Linked DNA regions of Rattus norvegicus: all the other regions are linked to region 1. The links are chromatin contacts, called in public Hi-C maps. All regions are on one chromosome and are shown on one strand. The core of a region is the stretch at or near the end of the contact, and the rest is flanking DNA. Distances in the headings are between cores, read along the strand shown.

What was found. A called contact is a pair of places that touch in the nucleus more often than the background predicts.
Region 2: a Hi-C map of frontal cortex shows a contact between it and region 1, with 2.5 times the contacts expected there. The contact joins two enhancer-like sites.
Region 3: a Hi-C map of Schwann cells shows a contact between it and region 1, with 10 times the contacts expected there. The contact joins the promoter of Klf7 here to the enhancer-like site in region 1. A contact is called at or near these places in 6 of 12 Hi-C or Micro-C datasets (the A7r5 cell line, the Rat2 cell line, Schwann cells and 3 more) and 1 of 1 datasets of contacts at active chromatin or transcription factors (oligodendrocytes).
Region 4: a Hi-C map of the Rat2 cell line shows a contact between it and region 1, with 4 times the contacts expected there. The contact joins two enhancer-like sites. A contact is called at or near these places in 2 of 12 Hi-C or Micro-C datasets (the A7r5 cell line and the Rat2 cell line).

The regions. Positions count from the first base shown.
Region 1 is chr9:72,684,343-72,690,408 of GRCr8, forward strand. No RefSeq gene overlaps it. Among named protein-coding and RNA genes, the nearest start is that of Fastkd2, 25 kb to the left of the region's middle. Within about 2 kb of position 4,424, at least 19 of the 93 cell types and tissues checked have an H3K27ac peak or open chromatin away from gene starts, as enhancers often do. A contact at or near this core is called in Schwann cells, where this site is marked.
Region 2 is chr9:73,116,713-73,122,402 of GRCr8, forward strand. No RefSeq gene overlaps it. Among named protein-coding and RNA genes, the nearest start is that of Klf7, 100 kb to the left of the region's middle. Within about 2 kb of position 1,344, at least 37 of the 93 cell types and tissues checked have an H3K27ac peak or open chromatin away from gene starts, as enhancers often do.
Region 3 is chr9:73,017,538-73,023,012 of GRCr8, forward strand. Klf7 (KLF transcription factor 7) reads right to left here and starts at 2,519. Exons shown (of 4, transcript NM_001399681.1): 1 at 2,053-2,519. The coding sequence starts at 2,154. LOC103690543 (a long non-coding RNA gene) reads left to right here and starts at 2,625. Exons shown (of 2, transcript XR_010054801.1): 1 at 2,625-2,791.
Region 4 is chr9:73,187,745-73,193,328 of GRCr8, forward strand. No RefSeq gene overlaps it. Among named protein-coding and RNA genes, the nearest start is that of Klf7, 170 kb to the left of the region's middle. Within about 2 kb of position 2,922, at least 53 of the 93 cell types and tissues checked have an H3K27ac peak or open chromatin away from gene starts, as enhancers often do.

The DNA of each region.
Region 1 (6,066 bases), core at 3,174-5,673:
CACTCTTGGTAGAGTGTTCCCTTGGTGAGTATGACATGACCTCTGATGAGTTTGGTTTGAACATATTAGAACGTATGTCTCCTTGTTTCTTAGTTTCATTTGCTTGTAGTATCTTTTTTCATCCTTTACCTTAAGGTGATCTGGTGTGGCTCTACAAGTCTGGTCTTGAATAAGCAGTTGGGAATGAATTGGGGGCAGGCTTTCTTGGGAAGCCTATGGGATAAGGAAAAGCACAGACCACTTGGGAGCACTGAGGAGTAAGATTCCCTAGGGAACCGTCGGCTTATATGGTGGGAAGGAATAGGCTTCGTTTGAGGGATGGGGATAGGAGATCCTGGAAGAAGAGCTGGTCAGTCTGTTAGCACTTGGTGACACCTGGGAGGAGCTTGGAGGCCTATATAGTGAACCATAGTGATAATCTATCCAAGGGCTTAGAGAAATCAGAGATCACAGAGGAGATGGACTGACTGTGGTGAGTAGGAAAGAGCACAGCCTATCTGATGGGCAGGGGAGGGAGGTCCCAGAGGAGAAAGGGAGCTATGGAGGAGGGAGGAGCAGGGCTTACCTAGCAACGCAAGGAGTGGCAGACCCAGAGGGACTGGGGACCTTTGGGGTCAGAAGGAGCAGACCTAGCTGGCCACATAGGGACATCTTGGAGAGCCCTGCTGAACTGTGGGATAGGAAGGAGCAGGCTCCCTGGCAGTGTGGGGAAGTCCTAGAAAGGCCAGGAAGGCCAATGGGATAGGACGGCTGGTGGGCTGAGCTGGCTATGCAGCAAAGTCCTGAAGGAGCCTAGGAGGATGCTAGGAAGGATGGGACCTAGCAGGTGGCATGAGAAGGAAAAGGCCCAAAGTTATTATTTTAGTTTGTTTTTTTTCTTTATTGGTTATTTTATGTATTTACATTTCAAATATTGTCCTTCCCAGTTTCCCCTCCACAAATCCCCATCCCATTCCCCTTCCCTTTGCTTCTATGAGAGTCCTCCCCCCATTTCCACCTCAGTGCTCAAGCCTCCACAGGACCAAGGGCCTCCCCATTGATGCCAGATAAGGCCATCCTCTGCTACATATGTAGCTGGGGTCATGGGTCCCTCCATGTGTACTCTTTGGTTGGTGATTTAGTCCTTGGGAGCTCTGGGTGGTCAGGTTAGTTGATATTGTTCTTCCTATGGGGTTGCAATCCCCTTCAGCTCCTTCAGTCCTCTTAACTCTTTCACTGGGGTCCCTGGGCTCAGTCCAATGGTTGGCTGTATCTGCATCTGTCTTAGATGCTGGTGAAGCCTCTCAGAGGACAACCATACTAGGCTCCAGTCTGGGAGCACTTCTTGGCATTAGTAATAGTGTCAAGGTTTGGTGTCTGCAGATGGGATGGATCCCCAGTTGGGGCAGTCTCTGGATGGCCTTTCCTTCAATCTCTGCTCCATTGTTTGTCTCTGAATTTCCTTTAGATAGGAACAATTTTGGGTTAAATTTTTTGAGATAGGTGGGTGGCCCCATCCCTCAACAGGTATTGTTACAGAAACAGATAGATAAGTGGAATAGAAATGAACCCACACACCTATGGTCACTTGATCTTTAACAAAGAAGCTAAAACCACCCAGTGGAAAAGACAGCACTTTCAACAAATGGTGCTGGTTCAACTGGAGGTCAGCATGTAGAAGAATACAAATCGATCCATTCTTATCTCCTTGTACTAAGCTCAACTCTTAAGTGGATGAAGGACCTCCATATAAAACCAGATATACTGAATCTAATAGAAGAGAAAATGGGAAAGAGCCTCAAACACATTGGCACAGGGGAAAACTTCCTGAACAGAACACCAATGGCTCAGGCTCTAAGATCAACAATCGACAAATGGAACCTTATAAAATTGAAAGGCTTCTTTAAGGCAAAGGACACTGTCAAAAGGAAAAAATGACTACATCTGATAGAAGGCTAATATAAAAAATATAGAGAGAACTGAAGAAGTTAGACTCTAGAGAACCAAATAATCCTATTTAAAAATGGGGTACAGAGCTAAGCAACTCTCAACTGAGGAATCTCAAATGGCTGAGAAGCACCTAAAGAAATATTCTACATCTGTAGTCATCAGGAAAATGCAAATCAAAACAGCCCTGAGATTCCACCTCACACCCTCATTGAATTTATCTGTACTTCTTTTCAGCACTGCCTACTTGTCCTAGGGCCTTATGCTTCATGCCAGATGAGTGATCTGCCACTGAGCCACACTCCCAACCCCTGTCAATAGAAATACTCAAAAGAAGACTCCCAGGACACTTCCCTTTTCTTTTTGTTATGTTGGAATTTCCTTTCTAAAGCGCAGTAGTAGGTATTCTGTATGTATATAGTGTGGGCTATCCCTTAGGTATTCTGTATGTATATGGTGTGGGCTATCCCTTTGTCTGGTGGATGCTTAGATTGTGTTACATCCATGTGTAAGCCCCACCCCCAGAGATTTGATCTCTTGAAGGTCAAACTGTTTTCAGTATTTAATTTCTCATCTCTAGAGTGTTCTCCTAATCCAAAGATTATTTATCCTTTATCATCTCCTTTCCTAAGGAACTTTATTGTTTAGTTTTAAGTGAAGTGTACGATGCCAAAGCATAGTTTACATAACCAAACCTGCTCACCATGAATTTCCCATTCAGAAATGGCAGAGACCCATGTTGGGCCAAGGTCAATGGTGAGCTGAGTGAATGATTAGGTTAAAGAACAGCAGTGGCCATCTCTTAGGTGCCAGGTTCTGTACTAGCATTTTACAGTGTGATCGTATTTATTTTACTGCACTTGTTTGACGGTTACTGATAATTTTTTGTATTCATTCCACAGATTAGGAATATTGATAAGGTCTTTAAGTAGTTTTCCTAAGAGATAATATTTAGGGGAAAAGAAGAGCCAAGTTCTAAACTCCTCCCCCAACCTCAAGCTCACAGCACTACACCAGTACTTCCCAAGTATTCCTACTGATTACAGTCAATCACAGACCTTACACGCACAGCAACACGGAATTACATCATATTTTCAATTAACCTGCAACTTGCTTCTCAAGTAATGAAGTGTTGCTTTGCAGCTCGAAGATAGTTCCTACAGCAGTACCCTCAACCTAGATGTATGATTTGAGTCTTTGCTATTGGAATGGCCCAATGGGCTTTGGAGTGATCTTTCTGAACGATAATAACTCACCTAACTGAGCATCCTGCTGCTATGGGGACTCAACCCATAGTAGGATATCGACAAATCATTTTATAGTGAAGACTAAGTCTACCATGGCTTGAAGTCTGGGAAAGTCTCTTAACTTCATAACCTTCAATTTCCTCATCTGTAAAATGGGGATGCTAAGAGCCAATCTGAAGGACCAGTGTGCATATTATAAATACATTTATATGTCGTGCCCTACAGTTGATGCTTCTTATAATAGGAAGGCAAATTCCCTGTGGCTGAGTTGTGGATATGAACTGCAGCTCTCAGCAGTGGTCTTGAGCAGGAAGCTAATTGAGCATGGTTTCCAGCTGTAGTTGGGCTAAAGTCTGAAAAGCACGTGTGGCAGAGAAGCTTCTCTGGCTTTCTCAGAGGCTGTGAGTGGGGAGGACCGAAGTACTTTACAAGGAACTGGAGATAGAAAAAACAAGAAATGAATGGCAGTGTCCCCTAGGTGGTGCTGAATCATCATGAAAAGAAAATTGGGGCACCTAGTATTTTCAGGGGTGACTTCCTTCTGGTTAGAATTTCAAATAAGAGCAGGACAGCTCCCTGGAATGTCTGGGAAAAAATGACCAGGCAGAAAGAGTCTTTTCAGGAGGACTGTCTATACAATACCTTGGGTCTGCCAGGCCTCTTAGGGCTTTGGGTTTGCTTGTGTTGGAAAGAGGAAGCAGGGTCAGACCAGCTTTTGTTCGCTCACTGAGAGTGGCTGTAGCTGTAGTTGTAGCTGATTTCATAGATGAAAACCCATTTATAAGCACACCAAGGGGAGGGATCAGCTTGGGCTGTTAGCACCACTCCCCTCAGTGAACAGGACTGAGAGGAAGTGAGACCTCTCTCTGCCCCCAGAACACATATCAATGCTGCTAGTGAATATAGCAAGAAATGCCTATTATTATTTAGTGCACAACACCAAATGGTGTATGTTTCTTAGCTCTGCCCCCCTCTTTTTGAACTCAATTGCTGGGCCACTTATTTTTCCTTCTACACAGAAGTAACAGCATCAGATGAAGGCTGTCTAGCAACTTACATCTTGTGACTGTCAGGTCCTGGGAGAGGCCACTGAAGTGCTCTGGAATTGAGTCAGGAGCAGAAATGCTGTTCTTGAGGTCTTGGGTCTGGGTCTCACATGGGAGCCATGCACAAAGTTCCTGAGGCTCCACTTCTTGAGTTCATTTCCATGTTGGCAAAAATGTGAATTTGGTTTCCAAGGGAGACTGCTCACATGTATTAAAATGTCTCCACTGCTGAAGTTGCTTTGTGTCGTCCACTAAAGCCTTCTGCCATCAATCCCCATCTTCCAACAAGTTTTCCAACGTTGTGTCTTTGGGAGGTAACCATAGCAACTAAGCTTATTCAAAAATGACAGAACCTAGGCATTGAAGGGGGGAGGTAACCCTGTGGTATTTTACACTGGGAATTTACAGGGTACTAATGAATCTAATCATTGTATATGCTGGGTACTGCTGTCTCTGTAGTAGGCGCTGTACTACATTAAGAGATGTGATTCTCACAACAACCCTATGATGTAGTCATTGTTATCAGCTTCAGTGGGTGGGGGGAACTCTGGGACAGATTTTGGTGGTTGCACAGCTATTTTGATTCTCCTATTTGGACTATTGCCCACAGGAAACTGGGGCATAATCTTCCAGTGTCTGATCTGCATGTGGTAAAATGGAGCCTGTGAAAAATGTTGAAGGCAATCTCCTGCCCCATATCACTGATACCTCCTTGCAGTATATAGTATAGAGCTTGCAAGTAATCTCATCCGTTTCTCACAGCAAGCCTTGTGACTATTGTGTCTGTCTATAACTGAGAAAACTAAGAGACTGAATGACATTAGATGACATTTCCCAAGGTCACCATGTAGAATTTAGAAGACTTAGAAAATAAGTCCATCTCTATCTATTTACCTATCCATCATCTATCCCTTTATCCAATAAACTCTGCATTCATTTCATAAGAATGCATGAATTCAAAAAGTATTCTGTGCCATTGACAAGATTTGAAAGATCATATTTACTTCATTAAAAGAGTCATGGCATCTAAAGAGATAATATTCGGCTTGAGTATTAGAAAAATGCCAAGATGGATATAAGCTTTTATATGTGAAAATCTATATTCTAATAAGCTTAAACATTGGTATTTATGTATGAGTATGGAGCTGTCTCTCTAAATTGTCTAAGATTATGAGAGAGAAGAATGTAAATCGTAAGTTTTTTTTTTTTCACCAAGGAGAAAGTTGGAATGCTCGCAAGAGAAAATCATCTGTATCTTGCAGAGATACCTGTTAAGCTTGAAACCCAGTGAGAGAGGAAGGGTCGGGTGTGACCTGCTCATTGAGAAATACCTGGTACCTTAGACTTGTGACGTCAGTGAACTAAAATCATAACTCATGTTGACACTCAGAAGACTGCATTTAGAATTGCATTTCACAACTTGATGTGGATCAGTGTTGGTGGGCTTGGAGAAGGTGGATGGGGGTGAAACCTGGCTGTTACCTGGAGAGGCCTAGACGGTTGTAGTTACTTTTGATGGTAGAACAAAAGCAGACACTATGAGAGGCTTCAGGGTCTCCAGGGAGCAGATGACAGGGAGATACTTCTCGTGGAGTAAGTGACTAATGAGGAAACTAGCAAGTCAGAGTGATGCTGAAAGGCACCTGCCCTATAGGACTTCCTGCCAGCGTTTGCAAAGGAAGCCATATGGAGTCTTCTAAGCCCAAAATGCATTTAGGGGTTCAGTTAGGAGCATGGTTAGTATGAGGGCTGCAGTGATAGAACAAACTGAGGAAGGAGAATATCTCTTTAAGAACCCCCCCCCCCATACAAGGTTGTGCCAGAGCCAGCATCTGATTATCTTACTT
Region 2 (5,690 bases), core at 94-2,593, 430 kb after region 1:
TCTAATGAGGTCACTGTCTTGAAGACAGCCTGAGCAGATCTCATCTAGAAGGAGGAAGCAAAGGCCTGGGTAATTTTCCAGATAATTTCCTTAAAAGAAAAAAAAGGCAACCTCTCTCTCTTCCCAGTTGTTTATAACTGATATAATACAGGAAGTCTCGATGCCTTTTAATGAGTTCCCAAACACAAGTTCTGCTATTTAATTTTTTTTAAGCTGTACTTGCCTAAAATATCTCAGTAATTCAAGTGGAAAGGGAGCCTTTTGCCTAAATTATGAAAACGACCTCAATTTATTCCATGTAGCTATGGAGAAGTAGGCACTGCTTGGTATCTGGGCAGCAGGAATCAGTTCCTCCCCTCACAGGGTTGGGACACGTGGGCTCCTGGTTGTTGGAGTGGGGTGACGGGGAAACCCATGCTCAAATTCAATACTGTATCGCTTTCTGCTTTTTCATGATGAATTTGTGTGTGTCTGTCATTGACTCGTTGTTCATCTACCCAGCCTTGCAGCTTCTTTCTGTTGAGTTATAGAGTGGAGATGCAGGACTTAACACTACTGATTGCAGCAACGGTTCACTCAGTTCTTGCTAGAGGATCAGCCCTGGACCGGGCTTGTCTCTGTTGTTTACAGGGAGGGATGACTGAACAGTGACAGTGACACAAAGAAATGATCTTGTTGCTACTTCTCTTCCAATGCATCTGTCCAGCTCTTTGCTGCTAGTCCTGTGTCTGCCACCTTGGGCTTGTTGGCCACCAGTCAGCATTCTTTTCTTCCCCTTCCTTTTCCGGTGCTCCAGGATGGAGGGATTGCCTCCCGATGCTTTCCTTCAGTGGAAACCTTAGACTGCACTGTGGTCCATGGGCTGAAGAGACAAACCCTGTCCTGTAACTGGGAACAGACCTAGAAGCTCTGTTTGCCTCGTAGAGGCTCACAGACAGAAACTTCAAATTTGGGTGAGGATCAGAGGCAACTCCTTCAGGTAGGCATTCAGACTGCCACACTGCCCTCAGTAGTCAGAAGAACCAGAAACAAAGGTGCCCACAAGGCCACTCAGGTACCCAGCTGGAGAGCACCCCACCCGTAAGTCACCTCTGCAGTAGGCATTGAGGAAGGGTCTCTCTGCTGGATTTAAACATCCTCCGAAGGGCAGGGATCTTTTCTGATATAATTCACAGGGATGCATGTGATTAGACATGATTTCCCAAAAGCAAAACGTAAGAGCAGTCAGCAGACTCTATCCCAAGCATGGCCTCTAAGTGGTTAAGGCAGGAAGAGAAAAACACAGGGAGGAGGGAGAGAGAGGGGGATGGAAAACCAGGGCTCTGAAGTCTTTGTTTCTCTCCCATCTGGCCGGCAGCCAGAGGCGAAGATCGAAGAGACCTCTCCTTTGTCCACTGATCTGACAGTCATCCTGTGTTACCACTCGGCAAAATCAAAGTACAGTGCATTCACAGGTTTATGTCCCGAGCTCCAGAGGCTGCTGGGAAATCTACGGTCCTGCGCCGGATGGCAGCAGGGTTCTGGGCTGCATTTCTGCTTTCAAGGTCACAATACAAATTAAGAGAGCTCCACTTTCTTCCAGAGAGTCTGTCATTGTTAGCCTTCTCCTAGTCCTCCATGGGGACCCAAAGCATGCACTCTGTGGCTTTAAGGGAAGAGAGAGCTCTTCCCAGCCCTCTCCATCAAGTCTGGTTAGGCTTTAGCATGTAAACTTCCAGGTCATAAATAATTCAAAAGATATGAAGACAATTTTCTTCCTTCTCCATCTATCCCTACATACAGCATATCCTCTTCCTGGCTTCTAACAGACGCTAATGTAGTCAACTGGCAGGAGATGGCCCTGGTTGCTGACTCACGCCAGGCCTGGACCCTGCCCACTCACAGACACCGCGATCTCCTTTGGAAATGAATGATAAAGAAATCCGGTCCCAATCTGCCTATCTTTCTTCTTTTTATGTCCCCTGTTTCTTCCTCCTTCTTTCCCCTGACGCATCCCTTGTCACACAATTGAGTGGCTCTCATGGTGGCTAGCCACCTACAACAGTTTCACCAGAGATGCTTGGGGGCTTCCCATGATCCCGAGGGCAGCTTCTAAGGTAAATTCTGAGTGCACAGGGAAGAGAGAAGAGAGAATACGCCAAGGATGGGAAGAGGAATGAGACAGACAGGCCCCTTGCTACCCAAGCTGAGAACTTGTCTTTTCATTCAGGCTGAACGTATATTGGGAAACCTGACTGTTAAACCTCTTCCCAAACCAAGAGCGTCTAGGACTCTTGGACCCCCTGATTCAGCAGTATAGGGAGAATGGAAAGAAGGCTGGAGACACAGGTACAAGGGCAAGGACTAATGAGGATAGAACAAGAAGCTATGCGTTCTCAAAGAAAGGACAGAGATTACAGGGAAAGTCTATGTAGCCCCACGGCCTGTTTCCTTTGCCTTCTGCTCTTTCTTTTAGCCGTGAATATTTATCATATGAAGAAGCATTCTCCATCCCAACCCCAGAGGGATTCCTTTAAAATCTTCACGATCATGATCCTCCAAATATTAGTTCAGCTCTAAAGTACAGGGTCCTCTGTGAGGAAATAGATCGTTTACCCTTCTCACCTCCAAATGCTTGTAAAGAAAACACAGTGTCCCAAGCATCGTCCTGTCCATTATTTTGTTTGCTTTCTTCTCCAAACCACCTGAAAAGTACACAGAGGGGTAGCACTAAGCATGTTCTAGAGAGAGGCTGAGCTCCCAGAGAGGACTGGTGGCTAACAAGTCGACCTTACCCATGTGTACCCAGGAAGGGGGAGGCTCACCTGGTAGGTTTATCTATACAGACATTAGGCTTGTGGTTTAGTAAAAGCATAAAACAACAAAGGGTCAGAAGTTTGAGGAGGGGCTCCCCAGTCTGGTGCTCACCTTTGGTCTGAATTCAATGACCTGTTTTGTTTGCCTGCATACTAACCCCCAAGCCCACCACCTCCATATTTGATTGTGTATTGCTCTCCCACCCTGGAAGTTTTTTCTATTCTCCAGAAGGCTAAGGGCAGGAGCTTTGAGAGAGCAAGTGCTCTGATCACAAACCTGCGCTGGCTTTTAAAGACAGACCGTTAGAGCCACCTCCCTTTTATAACCTCCCCCACTGGGGCTTGTTTCTGCTGAGGGTGTTTCTCTAGAACAGCAGTGGTGTCCTGGTTCCTATGAGTTCTGTTTCCAGTTCACTGTACGTGTGTATTAGACTGACTGCATTGTTTTGTGACTCTCCTCGATGACTCCTTTCTGACAAAGAAGGCGTGTACGAGAGTGAGAGCACATCCTCTTTGGAACACTGAGAAGGCACCATGGACTTCCTTCAGGAAGCCGAGAACGGGATGAGATAAGCCCCTGTCCCTGAGCATCCTTAGGTCGTGTTCTCTACTTCTTCCTCTTGATTTATAATTCTACAACCACAGGGTTGCTGGAGTACTGGGGAAGAATCATCTACATAGCACACGGCCTTCTAACAGTTCTTACTCCACTGCCGAGAATGGAAGGCGTGGTTCCCTTTGTCCTTATTTGACCAGAAGGCAAGGCAAGGAATGGTGCCTCAGTGCCTGTGCTGGAAACTCCCCAAATAAGCCTACAGCCCGGTATGGCCTCTTGGCTAAACGTTTGCACAGTTACTCAAATGAAGCTGCAGGCATGAGTCAGGAGGGAGAAATAACCTCAAGAAGGGGGGCAGGGAGGTTTAGGCGACCCAGGGCTGGGAGATGGTACTTTACCGAGAGCTGTGCACAACAGAGGCTCCGGGGACAAACTGTGAGCCCTCCCCCTACGCTGCACCACCTGCCAGAGCCATTTGCAAAGCAGCTTGTAAGAGCAGCTAAGGGAACGAGCCACTTGTCCATCCTCTGTGCGGGAGGCCAACAAGGACTTTAAGCATTGCTGAGAGGGGCAATAAAAAGACATTAAATATTTTATCTGTTTTGAACACTCACAATTTGAACCAAGGTTATACACAAGCTGTGAACCCAAAGCTCTGGGATAGCACTGACTCAGCAAGGTTGGATCGAGCAGAAACATGAAAAGATAAGTTATTGGATTCCAGTGTTAAGCACATAGTAATGAGCAGATCTCTAGATCTATCTATCCTTGCCTTGCAGAGATGGGGTGCCAGCAGCTGGTGGCCACAGGTTATTAAGCCTTTATGGCTTGCTTCATTTTCTCTGGGAGGGAAAATTAAGCTCCCCTTCAGGCTGCTCGGTGCTATGCTCCAAGGCTCTTAAAGGAAAGTACAGTTGTCTTTTGAAAAGTACTTCACTTCAAGTTTCCAGAGGGTTGGTTCCAGCTCATCCCCACACCACATACAGATAGCAGTCTTCAGAAGGGCTTAAATCCATGATGCAAAAAGGCACCGTGTCTGTAATGACTCTTGCCTTATCGTCTGCTCCACATCCTGTCTAGATTGTGTGTCATACCTGCTCTAACGTAAATGGTAGGTTAATAGATGCCAGGCTGTATTGTTTAGGGGACAATGACAAGAAAAAGTCTTTACCAGTCTGGTTCAGTTAGAATATTTTTCTGAGTATTTTAATTTGTAGTTGTTTGAAACCTTAAAAAAAAAAGCAGAATCCACAGATATTGTGCTGGATGGATGAACTAACTCTCTCTCTTCCTCCTTCCTTTCCTCTGTCTCTCCCTCCTTCCCACTCCTCTCCCTCCCAACTGAAGTTCAGACCTTCCAGATGCCATACTTCTTCATGGTTTTGTTTATCTTCTTCTTGCTTATTCTGGATATTGGCATTCATCAACTCTGCTGCCTCAGAGAAATGCTAGAAACAGCAGCTTAAACAACAGGAACTGATTTTCTGAAAACTGGAAGCTTGAAATCCAGGTGCCAATTCCATGGGCCCTTCTGAAGGCCTTGCTCTGGCCTTCTAATGGGCGATTTCCTCTGGCATATCTATGGTCTTTTCTCTATGTTCTCCTGTCTCTTATGGAACACTATTCATAGTAAATTTATCATAATTACCTTCTTTCAAACACCAGTCACATCCAGAGGTACTATATGATTTCAACACATAAGCTTGGGAAGGTCTCAATTCAGTCCATAGAAGTTATGATTTCTATGCATAGATCAATGTTGCTAGGCTTTGCCTGCACAGAATTTTGGCAAATGCAAGAAGATACAGGATCTGCCTTACTGTGCCTGCAGACCCATGGGCACCATCATCTCCTCTAAAAGGTAAAATCAAACACACTGGTCATTTGGAGCAAAAAAGCAAAAAGAAAGAGACATTCAGTATAATAGTCTAGGGAAACAATTCTCTGGTGAAGGAAAGAGAGGAGTTAGAACAAGGACTCTGTGCTCTACCTCTGACTGCACTGTGTCTGGTCCCTGTCATCAGATTCTTTCATTTTGTGGCTCAGTCCTTTGTACAAAAGTGGCTACTGCTGGGTGCCTCTCTTGGTATCTCATGTAAGCAGCCTGTTTGATAACCGGAAGAGTTTTCAATAGAGGTGGAGTTCAGCACTGGACCACCTCAGGTTTCAAGTGAATTCAGGTCACACCTTCCTTCCTGAGTCACTTTCTTGGTCCTTCCCCAAGTGGCCTGGTCATTTCAGGGGTCATATTACCACTGCCCCAGACAAGAGTCCCTTCAAGCAGAAGGGTGGTCTCTCCCTTAATCCCCAAAGCATCTGCCTATTCCAGCCATCCACAC
Region 3 (5,475 bases), core at 1,269-3,768, 330 kb after region 1:
CAATAGATCTAATACAACCCCTAATTGTCAAGCCAGTGATGTTTCCTTGAAGCTGTGCCTTCTGGATCCTCTAGGCCCATCTAGAAAAGCAGGTTTCCTCTAAAGAAGCCCCCCCACCCCCAACCCCAGGAGCAGGTTTTACTACCCTGAAAACTTGAACCAAAACAAAGTTGTGTGATTCATCTGGAGGGAACGTTGTAACAAATAAAGCCAACTTTCTTCCCTCCAACACTGCTTAACAGTTAGTCACAAACAAGGGCTGCCTCGGGCAGGCTGACTAAATCAACAGATTCCCTTCCCTAACCAGTCTAGACTGTAGTTAATATGCAACTGATTCCACACCAGTGGGCTGACAGGGTGAGAAGGCTGCTTTAGAAAATGAGATTCTGGCAACATTTTGGCTTACTTCATATCAAAATAAAAAGGAAGAAAGGATGTGGGGAGATCCCACATGAGACATGCTCTTGTTAAGGACGATAGGGAAGGATGTATTAAAGAATCGATGTGAGTACTCTGTCTGTGTGTTTAGTAAGGGACAGCATCTCCCAGCCTTCCAACTGGAATCCATGCCCTACACAGACACACAGACGACACACAGACACAGGCAGCCGATACCTGGAGGAAAACTCCGCAGCCTCCAGCCAGGCAACAACTAGTAACAACGGCACAGTGTGAAGAGTGAGCGTTTTACCACTGGCTTCCTATACCATGAGCTCAACACCGCTTCCTAAAGCAGCAACTGTTACATCCCAGCCTCAAGCTGGCAAATCCTGCTTTGGATCCTGGCAGAGGAAACTCAGCCGTTCATTAGCCTTAACAAGCTGCTGTCACGGAGCAGAGAAGTTACAAGAGCAGCCACACACCAAGGATCGCAGGGCCCTCCCCAAGGGCAAGGGTTTTTGGGTTTTTTTTTTCCTCCTCCAGGATGGACTGTACAAATTCACACTCCGAACCGTGCAAATCCAGACTGTCTTTCTGGACTTTCCACGGTGCACACTGTAGAGTTTTTAAACACCCATGGTGTCCCCTATCCCCAACCGCCCCGCCCCCATCCACCACCATCTTTCCTGCAGAATGTCCCCTCAGCACCTCCTAATCGCTGCTGGAAAAACCACTGTTTCCGCAGCAGACCCAGCACTTTCCACTGACCAGCACTTTCTTTATTCCACTTCACAAAGCCCAGTGAACTTGTCCCCCAGTCAGGCTTCAACGTCCCTGAGATGCCAAGCGAACTTGGCACCGGTACCCTTTAGCATCCTAGGAGTTTTCTAAACTAGTCCTCTAAGACAAAGTAGGGAAGCACAGAAGCACACACCACCCTTTGTCCAAGGTGGTGCTAACCTGAGAGACACCCCAAACAAATAAACAAGACACAAGGACACAGTAGAGGCTGCTCCTTCTGGAGGCATTAGCTGGGGAAATGTACAATGCATTGTCAGCCTAAGAGAGATACATCTCGTCTTCCTTGTACATATCCTTAAGCGTCTTTTGTCACCTGGCTTCTCTTCCTACAGCTCACCTTGTATAATCTAAAAATCAAGCTCCTGTTCTGAATTGACACTCGCTAAATCACTGGGAAAAAACACTCCATGCCACCCTCACCCAACCCCCCTTGACGGTCCTCAGGACCAGTTGAAATAGATAAAGCTGATTTAAGTACTAAGACCAGAACTCCTGCATCTAGGAACGTGGTATCCTGTCAACCATTGCTCGACCACCTTCCCACCCGGCTCCTCCAAACCCCAGAAGTTCGCCAGCAATTCTCTTGCCGGGGGACAGCGAGCCGACAACGTGTGCGCAAGGATGTGTGTTGGTGACAGAAACGCAGGCAGCTAGGACCAGCTCAGCTCAGCACACTAAGGGGTTAGGGGTGGGTGGAGAGGTAAGCGCATATGATTGTTTCACAAAACATTTTAAACAACACACAGCCAAAAAATAAATAAATAAGAAAAAAAGAATTAAAATGTTTTTCAACTCAAAGCCCACACCAAATGCAGCCCCTGCGTCTCCGCCGCCGCCACACGATTTACACAAGTAATTTAAATCATTCACCTGCTGCCAGGTCTCCTCCAGGGATGGCAAAGCTGAGAAGTAGCCGGTGTCGTGGACAAGTTGTAGCTCCTGGAATATACTATAACTAGCCAACACGTCCATGCTGCTGCTGCCGGGCAAAACCGGAGGAGAAACCCTCCCCCGAGCTCAGCTGGGTCTGTTTGTTTGTCAGTCTGTCTGGCTCACCCCCCAAGAAGGCAGACATCCAGTGGCCCTTTTGTTTTGTTTTGTTTCAGTCAACTAAAAAAAGGAGAGAAAAAAAAATCAATGCAGGAGAGAGGGAGAGAGGAGGTGAGAGAGGAGCGAGTGAGTCGGGTGGATGGAGAGAGGGATCCAGCGTGTACAGTGCAGATGACTGCCAGGAAAAGGGGACTTCACGGGAGTAACAATTCCCTTCCAGGGCTCTAATCACTCCAGCTCGTGGATCAGGAAGGGGGACGCAAACTCACTGACACGAAGCTGCCATCTATATCTGCAGCGCTGTTCGCTCCTAATGCAATCTTTGCTCTTTATTTTGGGAGGTTGCATTTTTTTTCTCGCGATCGCTTCTCGCCCCCCCACCCCTTCCCTTCCCTCCCCACCCCCAACCCCATCCTCGCTAGTTTGTAGTCCCCCCCCTCCCCCTTGTCTCCTCCTCCTGCTCTTCCCCCTCCCCAAACTCCCTCCCTCCGCCCTGCTTTGCGCGCAGCCGTGGGATCTCGGAGGAGGACGTCCATGAGGCCGCGTGTGACCATGTAAGGTAAACAGGGGGCTCATGAAGTCACTGAGGACCAATGCGGCACTCGGAGCGGACCCTGGGGCGGGGCCAGGCCCCGACGGCAGCCGCCGATTGGCGCGCTGCGGATCTCCCTGCTGCCTTACAAGGCGGTACAAGGCAAGCTATTTTTAGAGGGCTATATAAGGGGGTAGAGGAGTCCGCCAGCCGGCCGGGGAGCTCGAGCGCTAGGGAGGGTTGCTGCGACACTTGCGCTGGCTCCCGGGACTCCTAGGCGGCTGGGCTCGGGTTGCGCGCTGGCCTCCGACCCTAGCTGCAGGGCTCGTCCGAGCCGACGGCGCCCGGACCCCGTGCATATCCGAGGGAACGGGTTGCCGCGGTGGCCGATCGGGAGGTGCGGTCCCCAGTCCTGGGTTAGGATGCCTCCTGCGGGAGTAGCCGGTAGAGCGGCGGTGCAGCCGTCGGGGGCAAGTAGCTCTTTGTACTCGGCATTCCTGCCAAGCATGGGGAAGAAGGGTAGCAAGGGAGAGGCCAGGCTCAGAACAGCGTCACGTACCCCAAACTAAAGCCCAAAAGCCAGTTCCGAATTCCCCACAGGGTGCAGAAATGAAGTGCCAGAGGAGGAAGTGCCTCACAATGGCAGAGAACAAAGGCGAGCTGCGCGGAGACTTGTTTGTGCCCGCCCCCGACGTTGCACGCTGGCCCCGCCCCGGCCCGCGCGCCTCCGTGCGCGTCGCCGTTCGCCTATCGCCCTCCTGTTCCCCTGAACGGAGCCTAAAACCTGGCCAGGAGTCTGATGTCTAGCATATTAGAATGTGCATGAAGAAGAATAGGAGGAGAGTAGGTAGAATTAGGGTGCAGGTTGGAGCATGCAGCCAGCTAGCAGATCCTTACAAGAGGTTTATCCAGTAGCTTCCTGGAGGAGTGTGCATAGCAGGGGTAGAGCAAGGCTCTAAAGATATCGAGATTCTGCAAGCTCAGAGATGGAAGCCTGTGCAATGCACGTGGTTAAGAGTTGCCCAATTGTTTGCTTGACCTTAAATGGCTAGTATGGCTTCTCCAAAATACACCGAAAGCTGGACTACTTTAGGAATAACTACAGAATTCAGTACTTAGAGACAAGAAACATCCTTGTACATTCAATTTCATCGTCTCCATATCATTCCCTTCTGTTGATAACAATATTAAATTAGTTTAAAAAAAAAAAAAAAAACAAAAGATCACCCATCCCCCAGAGGAAATTAAATAAATTACTAAGATTTGAGAAAAACTGGTTTATTTGCCCTTTAGTGCCTGAGATTCTCGTTAGTCAAAGAACAAAACTCACTGTATTAATTCATTGAGGTCTTGCTTACAATATGCGGCCACCGATTAGCTCCATGACTTGAGCAAGTGGCAGTGACGGCCTCTGCTTCCCAGGAACAATCACAAGAACAAGAATGCAAATCTCTGCCATTCTTGTTAGAAGAAGCAAAATGCTGTTTGCAATTCTTCTAGCATAGTATGTCACTGTTAGAGGCACTAAATGTTAGCTGTCACTGTCCTCAGACTTTAAGCAAGGAAATTAAATAGTACCTGAACTAATAGTCTCCACAGGGAACAGGCCAGGGTTTAGAAGAAGAAAGTGAGGTAGCAAAACCTTGCAATTATTGGTTAGATCTCACCCTGTCCACTCTTCCCCCAAAGCTATCTGATTGTAAGTCTTGGGCAGAAATCTATTGAGAGATCCTAATGCAGATGTGTACATGCGTAATAAGAAAACGAAAAGAAAAAAGCAACCTTGGATACAGCAAGATCACATAATTTGCTGTTTAAGACTCAAGGCAATTAAATTATTGTATTTTATATTTATACTATTACTATTTCTATTTGGTTGTTTTGGATTTTGTTTTTGTTGTTTTCTTCAAGGCAATGTTTCTCTATTTAGCCCTGACCAGTCCTGTAACTCATCTTTGTAGACCGGGCTGGCCTCAAACTCCTGCCTCTACCTCCTGAGTGCAGGGATTAAAGGTGTGCTCCACCACACCTGGCTTATTGCAAGCTTTGATCAATATATATCTTAACTTTGGAGTTTGGAAATTTGGGAAATGTTGATCACACTCTTCGTACATCGACATTCTATGTGCCCAGTCTCCTTCCACCCTCAGCATGCCACCCACATAGGGTTTTCAACTTAGAAGATGAAGGTCTCCAGGCTTAGTATATAAATTAACGATGGTCAGACAAGCAGAAAGTGACCAGGCAGTGTGCTTCAAGTCCTGGAGAGTCTGACTTATAAGGCTTCTGCATGAGCTCTGCATGGCAAAACATTGAGGTTTTGGTTTTAAGTTCATATGTGTTTATTGACATTGCTCTGGTGGGTTGGAAGACTGCCGTCGAAGCTTTCCCTGTGGAACTTTCAGGCACCCAGCCTACAAAATGAACAAACAAAACGACGTTTTACAAAGTAAATCCTACAAATTAGACTTGGAGGTCTTTTTCAAAATGTTATAGGACATTTAAGAACTCATTCTAAGGGGTGTAGGCAACAAAGTGCTCTAAAATGCATGGTTTCAACATTCGTCATATTTAGATATTGTAATTTTTTATTTGTTTTTAATTTACTACCTTCCCTTTCCTCCCTCCAACTCCTCTCATGTCCCCTCCTGTTCCCTCTCAAATTCATGGTCTCTTTCTCTTGAGGGGTGTGTGTGTGGTGTATGCTTAAA
Region 4 (5,584 bases), core at 1,672-4,171, 500 kb after region 1:
GGGAGGCAAAAGGGGGCTCTTGAAAAAGACCGATAGATGCCTCAGCCCAAGCAATATCTATCATTCACCAGGCCTCTAGTTTGCCTTTGACAAGATGGGGGGAGAGGGATTGTCTTCAACTTTTTCATTCAGTTGACTTCCTTTTTCTACTGTACTGATTGTCTATGAACTTCATATGAAGAAAACAAACTCCCATCTCATTGGCAGAGGAAGTGAGCTGAGCTGAGTTAAAGTTAATGGAGCTAGATTTTGATCACAGGACAGTGTTTGCTGGGTCTGATGCTAAATTGGTCTTCCCCAAAGCATTACTGTGGGATAAACGCCCCAGAGTTGCCGGCTTCGGGCTCTGCTGAAGCTCTCTGAAAGCTGTAACAGCTGAGTAGTACTCCATTGTGTGAATGTACGACATTTTCTGTATCCATTCCTCCATCTCATCCAACAGAAAAGGAAGCTATAACAGAAACTGAAAGCCAGACAAAACTCATCAGAGAGATAACGCACTTAGAACTCTAAGCTTCAGAGGAAGCAGGTGTCTGACAGACAAGGGAGTTTTTAGAATGGGACAATGGAGCAGCCACAGGGGAAAAGGAAGTTGGTTCTTTCTATTTCCGGAGAAAAGGGGAAGCTGCATAGTTAAATACTAAACATGTTCAGAACAGAACCCGGACCCAAGCCAGGGTTACTAGTAAGCTATTGTCTCTGGGGCATCCCCCACCACCACCCCCACAGGGGCACTTCTTGCTTTGTTTGCCTGTTGACTGATTATCTAAACTGACAATTTGGAAACCCAGCCAGATGAAGGGGCTATATTAGCTTCATAAAGAAATCCACTTCCCTAAGGCTTTGTAATTTATGGGGAGTGGTGCATGTCTTTAATCCCAGCACTAGGAAGGTAAGAGGCAGGTGGACTTTTGTGAGTTTGAGGCAAACCTGGTCTACAGAGTTCCAGGACGGCCAAGACTACACAGAGAAGCCCTGTCTCGAAAACAAAGAAACAAAATCAAAACAAAAAATATGATTTGTAAGAGCCTATTTTTTCATAAAGGCAGTACTCTGAACTGAAACATAAAAATGACATAAAATACGCAATATGGTGAAATTGTACATTCATATAGGAAATGGCTTTATTTTATTTAAAGAACTATTTATGGAATAAAGTTTACCTAAAATCATACTATTTGAGATTTGTGCCCATCCCCCGGATATTGACAAGTAACCCGTCTTTGTCTATAAATCAAGTCAACAGCTATCCCATGGTGTTTATTTACCCCAGTTACACAGGCTTTGTGAGAAGGGTGCAGACAGAAAACATATGATGTGTAGACAGCCCTGTGACAGGTATTTCAACATAACCTGGCTTTTTCTAAGTCACAGAGGGACTGCCTTCATCTTCTAAGCCATGTGATCTGTAACAGAGATCGCCACCCCCACCTCCCGACAGTCACCAAAGGAATAACCAACTGTCCGGGGCTGCTCAGGACAGATGAAACTCTTGCAATGAAAATTTAAGTCTCCAGTGGGCCTGGAAAAGTTGGTCACTATAGTGATCTGAGGGCGAAATGAAACCAGTAAATCCTGTCAGTGCAAAGAGCTCAGTGTCCTCTGCGATCTCTGTCCTCTCCTGTTCCCTTTGTGTCCTGCCCTCCTCCTCTACACCAGTTCTCTGGCACAGTCCAACCAGACCCTAGTCTTAGTTCCAGCTTTGCGTGACTGTTCTGTTTTGAACAACGGACTCTATTTCTTCACTCTTGCAACCTGATGCTGAAAACTATAGTGATGTGAAATATTTATCAGCTGGCCTGACACTTACGTCCCCTTTGTATGCATGGAGTCCCATTATGTCCAGGATGGTTGGTGCTAGTGTTCTGATTCTAGTAGAACTGATCCCTAGCTGCACTGTGGGCCAAGGGGTTAAACCACACTCAAATCACAGCGCTGTATGCAAACCGGACTTCTGTACTTTTATCAGAAGAAAGCTAAGGATAGGTATAAATAAAGCAATGTCCTTGTTTGCCTATAGGTTTTCCATCTTTTTCTTTCAATATTTTGAAGGTAGAGAGGCTGCCCTGTTCATATACTCAATTACACATGGGAGTGGGGGACCTTATAAACACATACACATAAACAGAAAAAATAAACCGCATACACAAAGACCACATACGCAGAGAAACCAGAGAGAGCACAAACGAAGAGAAAAGCCATGCACACAGACCATTTAACACACACACACACACACACACACACACGCACACGCACACGCACACATGCACACACGCACACACGCATGCACACTATTATACTCTTGAACTAAGAGAAGCCAATAAGCATTTTTCCCCTTTGAATCTTGACTATTTGGAAATAGGAGAAAAGTTAAGTGGCCCTAAAGAAGGGACCAGATGGGATCTGGGAGGAGAAATCTAGAGGAAGAGAAATTGCAGCAAGAAGGATGTTTTGCTTTGAGTTCCTGCCAAAAGCAAGTAAGAAGGTCCCAAGCTCCAGAACTGTGACCCCCTTGGCAATTTCCCTGGGGAGGCCCACCTCAGACAAGCTTTAACCCTCAGAACCCAGGAGAAGCTAAGCTAGGTAAGTTCCAAACATAGAGGGCAGAGGGTGATGGAGGGTCTAAAGCCACAGGCCGAGACAAGCTACCCAGTGGGCCGCCACAGCGCCAGCTGAGCCAATGCAGGGACAGCCACAGACACCAACTAAGCCAATGGGGGAACTTGCTGCCTGCGGAGGACTGCTTCCCAAGATGAGTACTGGCAGTTTCCTAAGCTTCCTGTATTTAAAACGAAGGACTCTGTGGCTTATATGACCACTCTTGTCTGGGATTCTTTGCAGACCTTCAGAGAGGTGTTTTTGCATTTGTGAAGCCTGCCAGGAAACAGCGTGAGTCATGAGTCATGGCTTCTGAGCAGACAGTGTTCGGCTCTCGAAATTCCCAGAGATACGGCTTGTTTATACAAAAGGAAGCAGCTATTCTGAGCTGCCCGAGGAAGAGGAAAGCGCTGCTCTTTTTTTCTCCTTCTTCTTCCTTTTAAACACCCTGGTGAAAGGTCAGAGAGGCAGCTGCAAGGCAGCTAAGCCCTGGTGTAGACACTGGTTGTCAGCAGTTCGTCCATCTGCATTTTACAGAATATTTCTGGGTTTAGCATCTTAAAACGCAAGTTCTGTGACCCTGAAATTTCACTCTCAGTTTTGGGTGCAAAGGTGGGTTTTTCTGGGCAAGCTCTAAGTGGGGACCTGTGAGGCAAAGATTGAGAGCCGGAAGGTGACCGTAGAAACCCATCATCTTTGACAATTTTCTAACTTCCAGTTTCAGAGCCAGGGACAGATTTTTTTACTCCTATATACTGTGCAACCATCTTCAATGTCTTCTATCCATAGTTTTAGCAACTAGTATGTCAGCTGCCATTGCCTTTAACAATGGTTCAGAGCTTGGCAGGAGAATATGGGAAATCCAAAAGGATTTCCACTCTTACAACTGTTTCTGCGCAGGCCCACTATCTTGTCCCGCCGGTGTGTTAGAACATATGGTGTCGCAGACTGACTTCCTAGGAGTAAACAATGCACAAAATATTCGACAATCATGAACCTCTGTGATGACCACGGGGACAATACCTGAAGAAATCAACCGTGTTCCCTAACCATATAGGAAATGTCTCACTAGTTATTGAAGGATGCCCATTCATTATGGTAAAGATGATAGAAAGGAAGACTTGGCTTCATGGCTAAACGTTCAAGTGTAGGAACCACCAAAAAAGTCTTTGTGGACTATGGACTATGCTCTAGACTCCCTGTCTGAATCAGAAAGTTGAGAAACACTGGAGGGGGGGTGTGGACCTTGTGACTAAAAATACTCAAGTACTTGAAAATCACACAAATATACCTCTGAGAAAACTAAATTATGGACTAGAACATTTTACTAGCAAAGTGATAAAGTGGCTTGAAATAAGAAAAATAAGTAAAAAACAATAGTATTTGTATATTACAACAAAGTCCAGGTACATAATAAAATGACCAAAAACAGCTAATTATGTACTCAGAAGCATTAAATACATTCAAACTAATGACAGATGTATTAAAAGATTCAAAATATTTGTTGAGAGATATAATTTGAATAATTGGGAGAGTTATATTTTAATTAAATGGGAGAACTCAACATAAAAAGACAAAGATTTCTCAGATTATTAGAATAAGTCCCCAAATCCAAGAAATCTTCTCTTGGAAGTCACTAGAATGAGCATGGAGGAATTGCAGAGCCTGCTGCTTCTCTGCTAACAAAAGCTTAAACTATGAGCAGGAAGAACTTGCCCAAAGAATAGTTGTAGGACTTATGTTTATCAAATAGCAGAACCTATTACAAAAACTGGAAGTGTGCATTTAATGTAAATGAAACATAAATGAAAGGAAAACAGTAAATGCCCTAGAGCATGCTCTCGTAAAAAGCATGCACGTCACGTTCTATAGATGGCACAGCGTTCTGCCTCTAATGGTGTGCACTGGAGAATCGTGCTACAAAACAAACAGCATTACCTCCATTCTCTCTGACAAAGTTATCGAAGTTGAGTGACTTCAGGAGTGTGATAAAACTAAAGATAAAAAGCTGGACCTCGACTTTTCTGACTTTCCCAAACCACACCTTCCATGTTATTGTTTTCACAAAACAACAATGAATGGATTTTTTTTTTTACTGCTGAAATTTGGGAGGAATTTAGACTTCCCTCTTGTTCCAAATAGCCCCACTTACTTAAACAAACAAGCGGGAAAAAAAAAAAAACCTGTAATTGTTTAAAGACTCAGCACTGAAAATGAAATTGAAGAAACTCTAGAAAAGATACACCACACACAGCTACAGGAGGCTGAGCTAATGCCAGTGACTGGAACACTAGCCTGCTCGCTCACCAAGGAGCTATGGTCATCCCTGCTCACTCCTCCTCCTTAGCCCTGTCCACATCCTGTCACCACTAAGACAGCAATCCTACAGTGAACTTGAGGCTTTTTAGAAATGCCTCTTGAAGGAATATCTAGTCGGTTAGTTTTCAGGGAAGAAGAGGAAAATCAGACAGTAAAAGTACCTATGTATAAGAACAAACTAAAGCGGCAGGGACTAGACAGCCAGTAAAACGTCTGTGCTATTACATGGGACGACAGCTCAACAGTAACACTGTAGAAACTAGCAGTGAACAGGAATGATTGTTTCCCGTGAATGTGATTGGCTGTGTGCCAATAAAACTTGATTTCCACGAACAGGCAGCAGGCAGGGCGTAATTGGATGACTCCTGTGTTAGGAAATCCATGAAGTGATCCTAAATATCGTGGGTAAGAAATCAAAGGTGGCTCAACTTAGCCGCCAGCTGTGAAGGCAGCTCAGGTGGTATCTTCTGAGGACAACGGATCTGAAATACATACTTTTGAGACTCCAAAGTATGCAGTCATCCTCCAACTGCAGGCTCCTGGGACGGTGCCTTGGGATCTGGGTTTTTGTAAATCTTGAATCTCTGCAAGCAGAAAAGACGAGCTCTGGACAGGTTGAACCTCCTGGAATAGGCACTTGCTGTTTTGAACCAGAGTGGGATTCTGT